Linked DNA regions of Bombyx mori: region 2 is linked to region 1. The links are chromatin contacts, called in public Hi-C maps. All regions are on one chromosome and are shown on one strand. Each heading gives the region's core, a stretch centred on a gene start, on an enhancer-like site or on the middle of the called end of the contact. The rest is flanking DNA. Distances are from core to core; before and after follow the strand shown.

Region 1 (7,878 bases), core at 1,049-3,548:
AGGGCAGTAAATAGCGCCCTCCTGGCAGTTAGTTCCCACGTCAGACGAACGTTCAGTTGAAGAACAAGTTTGATTGCTTTTTGTTTGGCTGCTTAATATATATATATCGTCGCTGTCAAACCAAAATCTGTTATGTGCAAAAACTCTATTTTGAATTAACGAGTAAAAACATTTTCGTATAAAATTTTATATGAAGCTGAACTTTTAAGAACTATATCAAATGAAAGCTATAGATAAATATTAAAGCTATAGACACATAAAGGTTTTTTTATACAATAGATAGGGCTGTGAACTAACTATACGATAAGGTCAAAAAGTAAAAATCTCAAAAGTGCACATAGCAGATTTTGGTTTGACAACGACGATGTGCAGGTATTTATTTAAAATGTCTGGTCGTTGTGCCCAACCTTAGAGAGGGCTTATATCCAGCAGTGGACGTCTGTGGGCTGATGATAATGATGATGAGACTGTTTGATTCCTGTCGGTCTGTCCAGTAGTATAGAGTGAGATGAAATGACCGCGTGTGATTTATCACCGATTATAAAAAAGCACGATATATTGCTTACTTTTTATGTATATAAAATTAATATTGAAATAAATTACAACTAGTATCTATTGTGATGCATTTTTTTATTTTAATTGGCTGATTTTCTTTGAATTAGGCTACTAATTTTGATTATTTTAATTAAGACAATCCCTTGATTTATCGTTAGCTTCAAAGAAATAAAACTTTAAACTCTGTGAACTTTGACAATTATTTCGAACAATTTCTATTATAAAAAACTCCCCCCACCATACGATCTTTTATGCTCCCTCTAATCATCGACCAAGCAGTAAATATTTTGTTTGTAAATTTGAATTAGGGCCCGTAAATTTTCAAATAAATACCTACTAATTTGTCTGAAAATGACAGTTCATTGCATCGATTTTGCTGTAAATTGGCAAATTCCCCTAATACCTCTCGCTAGGCAGGAATATCAAAGGACTACAATGACATCGTTTTCTTCAGAAACTTTAAACATTTTCAGATTAATGTTGGAAATAAAAGTGAATTGTAATCACTGAATTGGATTTTCTCCTAAATACAAATTTATACCTACATTATCTTAGAATTTTAAAGTACCCTAAATCGTTTCTTTCGTGTGTTTGTAAACTTTTATGTGTATATATACATTGGCGCTGGCAGTGAATTCCTTCTATGCGTTTTATAACGCACCATCCAATAGGTATAGAACAGTTTTATCAATCCATTGTACCATTAAAAACTTGACCGGAACTATTATACAAAACTCTACTGGTTAGATTCATTGCAAAAACATCAAAACGCTTATCATTTGCCTCAATACCTTCATCAGTCCTTTCCTACACTGACTCGTGCTGCAAAAATCGTCCGTTGAAAGTTTACAAATCGACCGAATCGTAAGGGTTGCAACTGAAGGATGCTAATGTTATTGCAAGTCCCCACTAGAAGATGCTCCATCTTCGCGTGGGTTGTGTTTTAGCTGCTGAACGGACGTCCGGCGAGGAGTACAGGGCTGGTTACCAGGAGGCCGTGGCTGAAGCCGTGAGGTTCCTCGTCGAAGTCCAGGGCTACGGACCGGGAGACGGACTTTCCGTGTCCATGACGTCGCATCTGCAGAGGCATTGCGAAGCCATTACTAAAGGTATCATTTTTTTCTTCTCAATAGGTAAAATGGTCTTAATAGTAAGAGACGTTTTTATTATTATTATTACTAAACAGTTAATAAACCACCGTTATTACACATTTAGATCTGAAGAAAAACTAAATAGACAAAATAAAACAAATCACACACCAAATATCAGATTGACAGTGATATCTTCGATCTAAACTAAGCTACGATCAGGAAGAAAAAGGTTTTTTTTATTGCTTAGATGGGTGGACGAGCTCACAGCCCACCTAAGTGGTTACTGGAGCCCGTAGACATCCACAACGTAAATGCGCCACCCATCTTGAGATATAAGTTCTAAGGTCTCAAGTATAGTTCAGTATAGTAACTATAGAAATATAGTACATAGTAGTCTTTGACCATAAAACCATAATAATATTCAAACTTATGATTTCAATTAATAATAGTTGAAGTTCGGCTACTGCGGGACCACTAGCTATTATTATTACTGTATTCAATCGATTTATTGTAAAAACTTGTTAAAACAGGCGAACCGGTGCATCGAGAGAAGAGCCGGTCACATCCCGGGGGCTCGTCCTCGGAGACAGCCAGCTCATCCAGCAGCTCCCACGGGTACGCGGTGAAGGTTATAGCCAGCGCGCCGCCGCCAGCGCCGCCCACCTTTACCCAGGAGCCCTACGACGAACGACCTCCGGGACCTTACTCTATGGACTGCGATAGAGGTACTGTCAATCCACTGCCAGTATTACCACGTTATAAAACAACTAACAAATTCTACATCAGGTCTTATGTACTTTTGAAGTCGTCGTGGCCCAAAGGATAAGGATTTAGCGATGCACCGGTGTTCGAATCCCGCTGGCGGGTACCTATTTTTCTAATGGAATACGTACTTATCAAATGTTCACGATTGCCTTCCACGGTGAAGGAATAACATCGTGTAATAAAAATCAAACCCGCAAAATTATAATTTGCGTAATTACTGGTGGTAGGACCTCTTGTTAGTCCGCACGGGTGGGTACCACCGCCCTACCTATTTCTGCGGTGAAGCAGTAATGCGTTTCGGTTAGAAGGGTGGGGCAGCCGTTGTAACTATACTGAGACCTTAGAACTTATATCTTAAGGTGTGTGGCGCATTTACGTCGTAGATGTATATGGGTTTCAGTATCCACTTAACACCAGGTGGGCTGTGAGCTCGTCCACACATCTAGGCAATAAAAAAAAACCTCAGTAAAATGGTGGTCATTTACTGAGATTTTTTCAGTGGACTTTTTGGAGGATCCCGAGAAGTTACGTCCAGCCGCTTTGTTTCATTTTCTCAAATTTGTGCACTTTCATAGATATTAAACAGTTAATAAACCACCGTTATTACACATTTAAGCTTGAAGAAACACTAAATAGACAAAATAAAACAAATCACACAACTTCACTCCTCGCGTTCCCAGCAGTATATGTGTTGATATACGCAATTTGCTAAAACATAAATAGATGAACGTTATACATTAGATCTGAGCCTTACCGGCTGGTTACATAGTTAAGAAAGCTGAATATATTTTTTTTTATTCAAATTCAAATAGAGAACACTCTGTGGCTCTATGGTTGTAATTTCACTCTTCGTATAATTTTGGCGCCATTTAGTGCTTTAAAAGTCGTAACTGTGATTGCTTCTACTTCTAAGAAGAAACACACAACACTACATATGATATGATTTAGATTTTGTTATTAAAAAAGTTTACTTAACGTAAATTTTATACATTCGATCGACGAATACAATATAAAATCCTCTTCAAAAATGAAGTAGTTACAAGCGTTGCAACTTCATGCAGACAGAGAGTACACAAAATTTTATCATCAATCAATGTTTAAATCCGGCTATAAAAATTGTATTTACACTAAAACACGTTTTGTGAGAATGAAATACAGAGCATAGGCTTGTTCGCGTTTTTACGGCCCGCACGGAATAGAGTAGAACATTCTCGAACTTCCCAATACGAATTTCTTAGAGCTCTTCCACGATTAGATTTCGTTCATCTACTCGAGGCAATAGATGGCGCTCTCGGCAATTCGGTGCGGCCACAACAATAATCTTGACAAAGACTTCGATATAATCACCACTCCAGATAACCGTCGTGTATTAAGTGGAATGTTGGTCTCAGTTCCAGTGAATCAAGTGTCTGGTGCCGAGGGTGAGGCAGCCCGGGAGGGTCGGGACGCGGAGCTGGTGACTGCGGACCCCCGCCGCAAGTGCGAGCCCACACTACGGGCTATCAGGAAGCCGGAACACACAGAAGACTATCTACACTCATACAAATTCAAGAATTCTATTGAAAGGCGATTTTCGAGATCGCAGGATGAGGTGAGACTTAATTCCTAATTTTCATTAAAAAATACATGATTGATTGATTGACTAACAGAGAGAAGAAAATTATTTTTAGTTTATTATTGAAGTTGTCGTGACCTAAAGGATAAGAAGTCCGGTGCATTCGTATCTAGCGATGCACCTCGTGTGTTGTGGGGGCGTGTGACGGTTGTCACGTTAAAAGCGGGTACTTCATCAAGCTTAGTAAATGTAGGTAATGGTAATAGCGAGATACTTTATATTCACTGGTGGTAGGACTTCTTGTGACTACTGGTGGTAGGACCTCTTGTGATTACTGGTGGGGTAGGACTACTCGTGAGTCCGCACGGGTAGGTACCACTATGCTACCTATTTCTGCCGTGAAGCAGTAATGCGTTTCGGTTTGAACGGTGGGGAGCCGTTGTTGGCATTTAATAATAAAAGTGTAATTCAATAATAAATTAAGATTTTTATTACACGATGTTAATCCTTCACCGTGGAAGTCGATCGTGAACATATTTTGTTAAGTACGTATTTCATCAGAACAATTGGTACCCGCCTGCGGGATTCGAACACCGGTGCATCGCTAGATACAAATGCACCGGACGTCTTATCCTTTAGGCCACGACGACTTCAAAAATCTTGATTTTTACTCTCCCAAATATTACACCTGTCGTATTACAGTTCACTCTTTTATTTTATAAGACACCACCGGTGTACCGCAGAGCAGTCAAAAACAGAGCCTCATATCCTTATCGAGGTCGACCGGTGCGCACACTAAAACCACATTTATTGCTATTGTACCGAGAGTCTATTATTGCGTTACAGGCAGCTGAGCAAGCGGTGCGCATCGGTCACGGCCGCGTGTACTCACACAAGCGCCGTCGCGCCGCCAAGCCCGCGCCCTCCACCTCCACATCCGCGTCCGGCTCCACCGAAGAAGCCCGGGACACATCGCCGCAGGTAAACCAAACGGGATTTAGTTTTGTAACCGAAAACATATTCCGCGACACTAAAAAGAGACAGACATATACATATATGCCTGAGAGAGAACGAGATAGAGTATGTCTGAAGACTTAAGTACTACCGGGTGAGAAAAGAGGAACTTAATCTTGATCTTGGGGAGCTACCGGAGTCAATAGACGCTAGTGTGTCTGCAGGCACTTTGTGTCTTTTTTTATTGCCCTTTTAGGCAGACGAGCGTACGGCCCACCTGATGGTGAGTGGTTACCGTCGCCCATGGACTTCAGCAATGCCAGGGGCAGAGCCAAGGCACTGCTCACCGTCTGTCAACATCACGAGACGCTACCCTACTGAGTCTTGATATGTCATATAATGTTTTCCGGTAGATTCACTAACAAATGGTCCTGTAAAACTAATCGACTGTGTTGTAATTAAGTTTAACGATATCTCTGTTTAATTCAGGACACGTCTAGTGATTCGCCACATCATCACCATTACGAGAAACCTCCGCCTCCGACGCAATACGTTCCGGTATTCGCATTGAATGCTCTAGGTAATTATTCAATCGTAAATTGCAACAATACTCTAATTTTTTTTTATTATAACCGCTGGTCTATGTCATTGTTCCAATAATTATCTTACTGGTACCTGTGTAAATATAAACAAGTTTTATACGATGTGTACCAACATTTCTTCAACATATGTGTCTAATTTAAGGGTGTTATTTTAAGGTGAAAGTTTATTATTATGACGGATTTAAAGAAATATAGGAAAATTTTAATTGAGCTGGTAACTGTTTACTCAATGACTCTCTTGATAATTCCTTAAACTTGTCTAAAATAGAATTAAGTAAGTTTTAATTTACCTTATGAACAGTGATATTACCGTTGTTATAGACGAGATCGGAAGTTAGTACACAAGGAATCACATTTTAAATTCTTGTAATTATTTTAATACGTTTTCCGTAGAATAGTCGCTGTCCACTAAACCAACGAGACATGAAATACAATTTTTCTTATAAAAAATATTCTTACAGGAAAATATTACGTGCCACTGAGTGTAGACTACGCATGCTTGGCGCGTCACCTCGGGCCATATGATGTACTAGACGCTCGCGCGGTACATCTCTCTGCTCCGTTGCATCCTGTTACCATCCACGTCAACTTCCAACCGTGCCTAAACTATCACGTCAAGCGAGAACCAGCCGAACGCGAGTGGCGCCCTACTTAAACGAAGGTTCTGAACACTGGACTGTTTGGTTCAATTACCTTTGCCGAGTGACGAAGAACTTTGACGTGAATATTGGCGGGAAATTTAAAATATTTTTTTTAGTGCAGTTATCCGCCTGTACCGTTGAAAACGCGTTTATATTGTTATGTAATGTTACGTTTTAGTGTTAAGTTTTTGTTATATAACGTTGAATGAAGCGTCATATTATTTATATAAAATCGATAAACGGTTTGATTTGCATTAACGTTACTTATGGTTTCCGTGTTGAACCATGAACATTCCTGTGAAATTACATGGTATATATAATGGAAATACATTTGCAATTTGGTTAGTCTAGTCAAGATTTAAAAATTGTTATAAACTAAATACCTACAATTGTTGTTAATGCTTTTTATTTTTTTAACTTATCTAAAACATCGACTCTGTTTCCAGTCTAATTCATTTATTTATATGAAATCGGTGCCAAATGTGTATTAATATATGCTATCGAAATTTTAAGTTGTGTTCGCGTATTTGTCTTATTTTGTCGGTAAATATTATTTTTTAGATAATCGATAGACTTATACTACATTGATGGGGGTCGAGTTTCTTGGAGTCGAGCGATTCAGTGGTCTTAGATACGGCTGTGATATAAACGTACAGAATGTAGACTAATAAATAGATTTAACGGTGTCTTCATATATATTATGGCTTCTGAAATAGAATAAAAAAACATTTTTTTAACAATAGTTTGTTATAAAGGATTTTATATTTAAATACTTTGTTATTCCATACATTTGGGAAATTGTTTAAAATTTGCAGCTAGTTCAGATTATAACCATACGGGAACAAAAGTAGTCTGTATTGTACAAATATTAAGTTACAAATGTATTTTTTTTTTGTATTGTATTTGGCATAGAATTTATTAATATGTATGTGCTTAAATAACTGCTCTCCATTATTTGCATGATGGAGAATAGGCTTAAGAGTATAAGATACTTTAAATTGAATATGTAAGCGTAGCAGTGTTCAAATTACAAACGTCCAAAAATGGCTCTGAGCTAAGATGTACAGATGGATTTTAATGTACATTTACGAAACTTTTTCTTATAAAGTAATTTGAATCATATTAATGCAGAGCGAACTGTATGCATCACGAAACTAATTATGTACATTTTGCATAATGTCGCTGTCAAACCTAAATCTGTTATGTGCAAGAATTAACGAGTAAAACATTTTCGTATAAAATTTTATATGAGTATGAATTTTTAAGAACTACATCAAATGAAAGCTATAGATAAATATTAAAGATACAGACACATAACAGTTTTTTTATACGGTAGATAGGGGTGTGAATCATACGAAAAGGTCAAAAAGTAAAAATCTCAAAAAGTGCACATAGCAGATTTTGGTTTGAAAACGACGATAAGTTAATGTCATAGGTAGATTGATTAAAAATGTATGTACCCAACATACAATACTGAGAAAAACATTGTATCAGTTCTGACGTGAGACCGGAGTTTACCCTTTAGAAGTGCTGCAATCTTGTCAGATACATAATAATATATCGCTATGTTAAGAGTTAATAAATTTTGAAACATTCTGCTTAAATAGCGCTAACAGAATATTAACTTACTAATTTAAGACTAATAAAGTTAACATAAATGACTCTTAATTATTATTTAATATTTTCGAGAATACGGTTACACGTGAGGTAAACCG
Region 2 (7,467 bases), core at 2,670-5,169, 51 kb after region 1:
GACGCCTCCACAATGGCGGCGCGACGATCCTCGCCGAAGTCACGGACCAGTTTCACACAGCACTGCTTGCAGAAGTCCGGCTGTTGAAAATTATGAGGGTTTGTCAATTTATGAAGCATCCGAAATAAATAAAAAGACTGAAAAAAGATTCTGACAAATTCTGAGTTGGTGATAGATGAAGCATTTCCTGCTGACGAGCCTCTTTTACATGGAACATTCAACAAATCTACTCACAGTTTAGGCGTGATCGGAGATATGCACAAAAAAAAGGTCATAATAACTGAAAATTTCTATAAACACAATACTGGCAACAATGGTACCGGCAAGAAGCCAATTGCCATACATAAAAAAGGGGAAGAGCTTACTTGATTAGAGTAAATAGAGAGTATGGCTTGATTATAAGTGATGACAGCTCGTTGACGGGAGTTTAGTTTGTGTTCTAGTCCATCCGCAGTGGCCGCCTTCATGCGTTTACGAGAATCGAACACGTTCGTGTCCCTAAAAGGAAAAAACAAAACATGAATAAACAATACACCATCGATTCAATTATTTGTGTTTTAATATTTTTTTATTTATTTTATTGCCCTTGTAGGCAGACGAGCATACGGCCCACCTGATGGTGAGTGGTTACCGTCGCCCATGGACTTCAGCAATGCCAGGGGCAGAGCCAAGCCGCTGCCTACCGCTTAATACTCTCCACAAGCCTCGTTTGAAGAAGGACATGTCATAGCGCTCGGGAAGCACCATGGAGGGGAGCTCATTCCATAGCCGGATGGTGCGTGGCAAAAAAGACCTCTGGAAACGCACTGTGGATGACCGCAGTGGCTCCAGGTAGTATGGATGAACTCTACTCCGGTGGCGGGCGGTGCGATGGTAAAAACGAGATGCCGGTATCATCTCGAACAACTCCTCAGAGCACTCCCCATGGAACATACGGTACATATGTTACGCCAGTAAGAGTGACGCCATCTATCGTTGAATAGCCGAACGAATATCGAAGAATCTAGTAACATCTAGAACGCTCGAGGAGTACAACGCCATCTATTGTCAGATAGCGGAAACACACATCGAAAGTACTCGACTTGTCAGGAATATTCTCGACGATTTTAGGGATGTCGTATCGACTATAAAAGCGTTGCAGGGATGGCACGCAGTCAGGCACTACTCGAAACGAAAAAGCGAACAATCACCTGAACCGAAGCGGGAAAAGTGAATTGAGAATTTTAAAGAGTTTTTGAAGTGTTTTAAGTGTTCTAAGTGCTAATACAGTTTGAAGTTGTACTCCGGTAGAATTTTTATTTATTCTGAGCCCCAGCATGTATCAAATACTTCTAATCATTACTATAAACAATACTAGATATTTTTATTGAAATATCTCAATTATGAATTGGCTTTGGGCGAACCATTCAATTAAAAGCCAGTAATTTATTAAGACAATTAAATGTATACCCATGTGTATTACTTATATGAATGTGCTTGGATCTGATGCCGTGTACACAACATACCTGTTTATAACAATGATATTATTGCTAGCAATCGCGACTAATGCCTGATCGCTGGGTTTGTCCTTCAGAATGTTCTGGTAAATAGTAGCCGCTTCCTTCTCCCTGTTTATTTGCTGAAGACAATAAGCTTGTTGGACCCTGGAAAGCACATTCTATGTTTAGTTTTAAGAAATTTTAGACCATTTCCATGTATGATGGAGCATGAACTTATGCCATTATAATATAATTCACTTACCACATGCTAGTTTCATAAATATTTATTTAAAAAAAACTACATAGTAAACGTGTAGTAATGAAATTTATCAGTCATTTGATTCACCCCACCAAAATTTTTAGCAAGTTTCATCTATGGGTTTTCAGCAATAATATTCAGACCAATGGTTTACATATTAACAGGCTATGCTGAGTAGACATTATTTTCTTATTAAGCAACAGTCATAATTATTTTGATGTAAAAATTTACAAATTCCTACATGATTGGCAAGGTCTGCTATGAACCTAAGTGGTTAAGTTCAACTGTGATGTTCATTACTATTCTAAAGCAGTGATTGTATAATATTGTCACTGACTTCAAATATCACTTTTACATTACCTTATAATGGCAGCTTCTTCTTTAGCCTCTTCCTCAGTGCCTCCATCATCTATTACACTCTCAGAACAGGCTTGTTCGGCTCTCTTTAAGACTGACAAAGCTTCATTATACTTCCCCCGCATTGCCAAAGTGCTGCCCGAGTTGTATGCCAATTCGTATGTGTTTTCATCAAACTGCGGCAGCTCTGACGTCTAGAAGTAAAATTTATAGATAATAAACAGTGATGTGTATGTTTTCAAAGTTACTTAATTTTTCTTCTACTAGAGAACTAATGGCAGGTTAGGTACATAGTGCATATTAACTGCTTGGATTACATTTTCACAAGACATATTTCTTGTAGAATAATAAACAGAACTGAAATGGGCTTTGTAATTTTGGACACATTGTAGCACAAAAGAATCATCCTATTTTTAATAACTACTTCTTACTTACTGGATTAAGTGCTGCCAAGTTAGCTACAACAGCGGCCATGTTGGCTTTCCTCTCATCTTCATACTCATCAGTGGTGTTCTTCAGTAGATCACGGTATAAATTGTAGCAGTCTTGGTATTGCTCTAAGCGGTATAAAATTTGAGCCCTGTTATTGAAATTTATTTAATGTTTGGTGTCTTTCACAATCACTTATTGTACTTATTATAATAAATTGTCTGTCAATTTTAGACATTATAGTATTATTGCTTTACAATTCATGTGAATGTTAGTAAAAAGTCCATTATAAATTCCATTATAATTGTAATTCAGTTATAATTTATAATATCAATTCTTCTTAATTGAACCATACAATTTCAAGATAACATCATTACAGTAGTTTGAAATAAATCAATACTTGAATCTCATGTGTTGTTAAATTTTAAATTTATTGATTGATGTTTATGATTATTGAATATTGACCTTAATTCCTTTAAAGCGGGTGTCAATTCAGGGGCACTATCAACAGTTTGTAGTGCTTCTTTAGGTGAATTGAGACGGTATTGAGCGTATGCCTTCTCAAAGAGCAGGTCTGCTGCTAACGCTGAGTTCTTGGCATTGGTTAATGTCGCTAGAGCCTCCTTGAAGTTGTGGAGTTGGAGAAAGCATACCACTTTGCAATGAAATGCTTTCTGCTCATTTGGTGCTATCTGCAGTACTGGAACATATTAATGCGTGCAATCAAGTTTTAAAGTTCTTTTATATTATATGTATCTTGTGTATATGCTATTTTCTTGAGAAATAAGATTATAGAATTTGAAGTTACAATAGTGACTAATATGAATTGAATGTGCTGGAAGTTAACATTATTCACCTGAATCCGCACTGGTCCTTTCAGATAAAGAGTATGAGTCGTTTCCAATTTGTAATTCAATAATAATGTAATAGTGATGTTGGAGGGTTTGAGAGGACAGGTTTGATTCTTAGTTTTTAATTAGTTTAGCCGCATAGATGTTATGTTCTATTAAACGAATATTACTTACTTTTCCCTGCAGCTTTTAAAGCTCTTTCATAGTCACTGCTCTGGCAAAATTTATTTAATTCAAGATAAGCCTGAACAAGGTTATTCTCCTTGTTGGCTGACATTTTTTTGACAACACTGCAAAGAAACGTCACTTCTGAAGTGTCAACCTGTTCTGATTTGGGTGCGTTTTGTTTTTTCTGAGTGTTAAGTAGCTATTTGTGTCAGCATTAAATCACATTTTAATTAGAATTAGTATGTATGCGTTATTTGAATTAAAGAGCATGTAAGTTGAAAGTATTAGTACTTTTAAAACTAGTGTAAATTAAACATGTCAAAATGGGATGTTGAACACATTGAGTCGCCGCGACCACTGAAAGTGACTGTAATATGAAACCTAGTTGCGACACTTTGCCGATCTGTCACTTCAATTTTTTTTATGAGATCCATTACATACATAGGTACATGCTAACTTTATTTTATTCTACATAATGATTATGTTTTAATCGATGTTGAATACACAATAAGATGTGCAAGCCTCGATAACTTCAAAGTAGATTAGATGAATACATGAACGCACAAAAAAGTGTAGAGAGGTGTCTAGGTCTAAAATACATAAATTAAGTTTTTTATGGTGTCTATTATGGTTTAAAGCGAAAAGTAAATTAAAAGAATGTGAGAAATTTCTAGTGATATATGTTTCTAAGTGTGTTATTGGGGTCTAGCCGTCATCATGACCAAATCCAAAACGTACGAAATGAAAAATTTGGGTATGTATATCAGTCATTAGTTTCCACAGTACAGGGAATCTTAATTTGGGGTCAGTTGACCTTGTTATTAAAATTTAATTAGGTATATATGATGGATCTGGCTATTTCCATTGTGTTTTTACACGAGGCTCAAACCTGACGACGTTGTTAACACGAACCCTACAAAGAGCTTCGCAGAATCTACCACCGGATCGAAAACGCGATCCACTGAGAAGATCCGGCAAGAAACTCAGTGGTCTGTGTCTGTGGGTTAATTTACTCACCAAGCCCTTTGTCGCAAGCGACGGGTTTGACAAGAACGATCAGAACGATGACTGGTGCTTGAGGTACCTAAAAGCACCGTTAGTGGATTAGGAGGATCCGAGGGTACGTGTTTTGGGCGACGTCCACTGTTTATCATATGGCCCGCAGGATCGACTATGTAGTTACTGACGCCAATGATGAGCGGATTCTCGTATCGTGTCGCTTTATCAAAATAGTGCATTGATGCCGACTGTAGATACTTACTGATGGACTTTAGGTCCAGGTTGTCGTGAAGGTCGTGAAGGTCGATGTTCCTGAAGAACCACGGGGCTCCGACGGCTATCTTGCAAAAACGGAATTGAATGGTTTGAAGGGGTTTCAAGGTCAAGGCGTATGCAAGTTTTATAGAGTGTCACCTTATTTCTAAGGAACAATTTACTTCGGTTGCAAATCATCGGATAGAGGCGTCCTGCTATGAACGCGGCTCGGTCGCGTACCGTCTATAAGTGAGGGCGGAATGTCATCCCTCTGTCGAGGGTGACGCCTAAGTATTCGAGGCCTACGGTATGGGTTGGTCGTACATGATGATGAGGCCAATGGCGGAGGTGTTTACGCGCCTATTCGTCGGTATTCGGAGGGCGACCCCTTATGAAGAGCACTGCTGTGCTTTTCGTGGGATATCAACCCGATAGTTAACTTTAACCATTTTTAGATAACTAAACAGTGATGTTGCGCCGACATACGTGTATGTCGCATCCGGATACGACCAACGAAGCGAAAGCGGTTCACCTAATGAATGTGAGCCCCAACTACTCGTGAAACATCGGCTTACTTTGGGTGGTGTGCTTCGGCAGAGTTGAGGTGTCGTTACTTGGGTTGAATCGAAGTACATTCGTTGCCTGACTTAGGAAGAGGCTTAAGAATAGACACATTAAAGTATGTGATTAAATTTATTTTAAGTGCATCGTGAAAATTATTGTCCAATTGCTAACGCATGCTACATAATTTGAATGAAGGTCCGAGGTATAATTAAAAAAAATCTATAATGTTCACTGTAAAAACAAAAATTAGGCTCAAGATAAGCAAATTCATTGTTTTTCTTCTTTATTAATACAAATTTTCAATGCGATCACACTAAGCATCATGCGCAAAGATATTTCGATAATGAGTAAAAAGCTTTTTTTTCTTAAATTGCTATCTCACATTTCTCACAATCTAACAGTGCAAGGAAAGGGAACGGAAACATCAATACGTACGCGAATTTATTCTGTGTCCAAATTATTTTTCTTTTTATGTTGAGACTAGCGACCCGCCCTCGCTTCGCTTCGGAAACATTAAAACACACATGAAACCAACAAAATAAAATAATTTTTTTTTTTTAAAAAGTAGCCTATGTTCATCAGGGACAATGTCGGCTTCTAATGGAAAAATAATTTTTCAAATCGGTCCAGTAGTTTCGGAGCCTATTCGAAACAAACAAACAAATCTTTCCTCTTTATAATATTAGTATAGACAAAGAAAAAAGGAAAAAGCAAAATTTGGAGAGACCGTAATATTACCCATCGGACTAAAATACAACTGGTCCACACCCTTGTCTTCTCCATTGCTCTATACAGTGCAGAGACATGGACATACAAAGCCGCAGTTAGGCAGAGAATCGATGCTTTTGAGATGTAGTGCTGGCGACATATGCTACGAATACCATGGACGGCCCGCCGCACCAACATCTCTATTCTCAAACAGTTAAAAATATAAAAGATTCAACGTCTATCCAAAACCTGCGTACAAAGAATATTGCGGTATTTTGGTCATGTTGCACGCAGGGATACCAGCTATTTGGAACGCCTTGTGCTGACCGATAAAATCGAGGGGAAAAGGCCTAGGGGTTGAGGTCCCAAACGATGATCGGACCATATAGAGCAGGAACTAAAAATACCTGTCAGCGATGCACTCCACCAAGCTACAGAATGGGATCGATTGAGACACCGTTGACCTTTCCCGACTTCGGTTCACGCACAAGTCAGTCACCGTCGACGCCCTATACTCGTCCTTACGGATCTCATCCGATTTACTTCACATTTTCGTTAGACGCCTGCAGTCCTAGCACTAGAAGAAAGCTTAGGGACCTGGGTAACCATACTCGTCACTCTCGAACTCGTCAAGTTTCCAACCTGAAACCTATCCTAAAATACATCAGTCAGCTGAGTTTCTCGCCGGATCTATTCAGCGGGTCGCGATTTCGATCCGCTAGTACATGCAATCGCGAAGCAGCTATACTTGAACTACTAGGTCTCTATCAAACAAATTCCACCGCTCCTGGCTGATCCCGTGCTTCCCACCTTTTCGTGAAATTTGAAAAGGCCTCCCTCCGGTCCACGAGTAATCCATCCCTGTTAAAAAAGTAATCAGGTTGGAGCTCTACCATTATAGATCCTCTGAAACTAAATAATAAAATAAAATTTCTGTATGAAAAGGAGCCGTCGAACATAGCCCAAAACTTCAAGGCCAAATAAACGACAGCGAAGTTAAAGTTTTTAACAAAGACGAAACTTAAAGAAACTGGCATTGTGTCGACCGATGTCGTTGCCCGCTTACTGCGTGTGTCGAACTCATCAAAGTTGCTCGGCACCGGTCGGTGCTTGCTGCCTCTTTGACTAAGTTTCGGATGGTTCGGAAATTATTTTTCGTTTAGAAATAAGGAAATGTGTAACAAGTCGGAAATGTTTCGATGTTCAGATAATATTAACTTTGATATCTTTTTTTTATTATAGTAATTGCGTGTAATAGCTTTATTTATGAAAAATGTTTTAATAACAATAAAACGTATTTTAGTGTACACAATAGGTTATACGTTATATTGTATTTTTGTAACAATAACAGTAATCCTAATGTAGGAGGAAAATAAATATAAAAATTAAGTAAACACCT

The links. Hi-C and Micro-C count contacts between places; a contact is called where the count stands out from the background.
Region 2: a Hi-C map of whole pupa shows a contact between it and region 1, with 4 times the contacts expected there. The contact joins the promoter of LOC101746382 here to the enhancer-like site in region 1.

Annotation. Positions count from the first base shown.
Region 1 is chr22:15,298,498-15,306,375 of ASM3026992v2, forward strand. LOC101746519 (transcription factor cwo) reads left to right here. Exons shown (of 10, transcript XM_021347011.3): 5 at 1,503-1,664; 6 at 2,177-2,371; 7 at 3,803-4,002; 8 at 4,813-4,947; 9 at 5,410-5,500; 10 at 5,984-7,878. The coding sequence ends at 6,177. Among protein-coding and RNA genes, the nearest start is that of LOC101737053, 25 kb to the right of the region's middle. Within about 2 kb of position 2,299, at least 1 of the 8 cell types and tissues checked has open chromatin away from gene starts, as enhancers often do.
Region 2 is chr22:15,348,108-15,355,574 of ASM3026992v2, forward strand. LOC101746382 (signal recognition particle subunit SRP72) reads right to left here and starts at 3,920. Exons shown (of 13, transcript XM_038018785.2): 1 at 3,549-3,920; 2 at 2,989-3,223; 3 at 2,530-2,674; 4 at 2,098-2,288; 5 at 1,506-1,643; 6 at 366-498; 7 at 1-80. The coding sequence starts at 3,651. It overlaps LOC101746241 (kinesin-like protein KIF18A), which reads left to right and starts at 3,975. Exons shown (of 10, transcript XM_012689166.4): 1 at 3,975-4,296.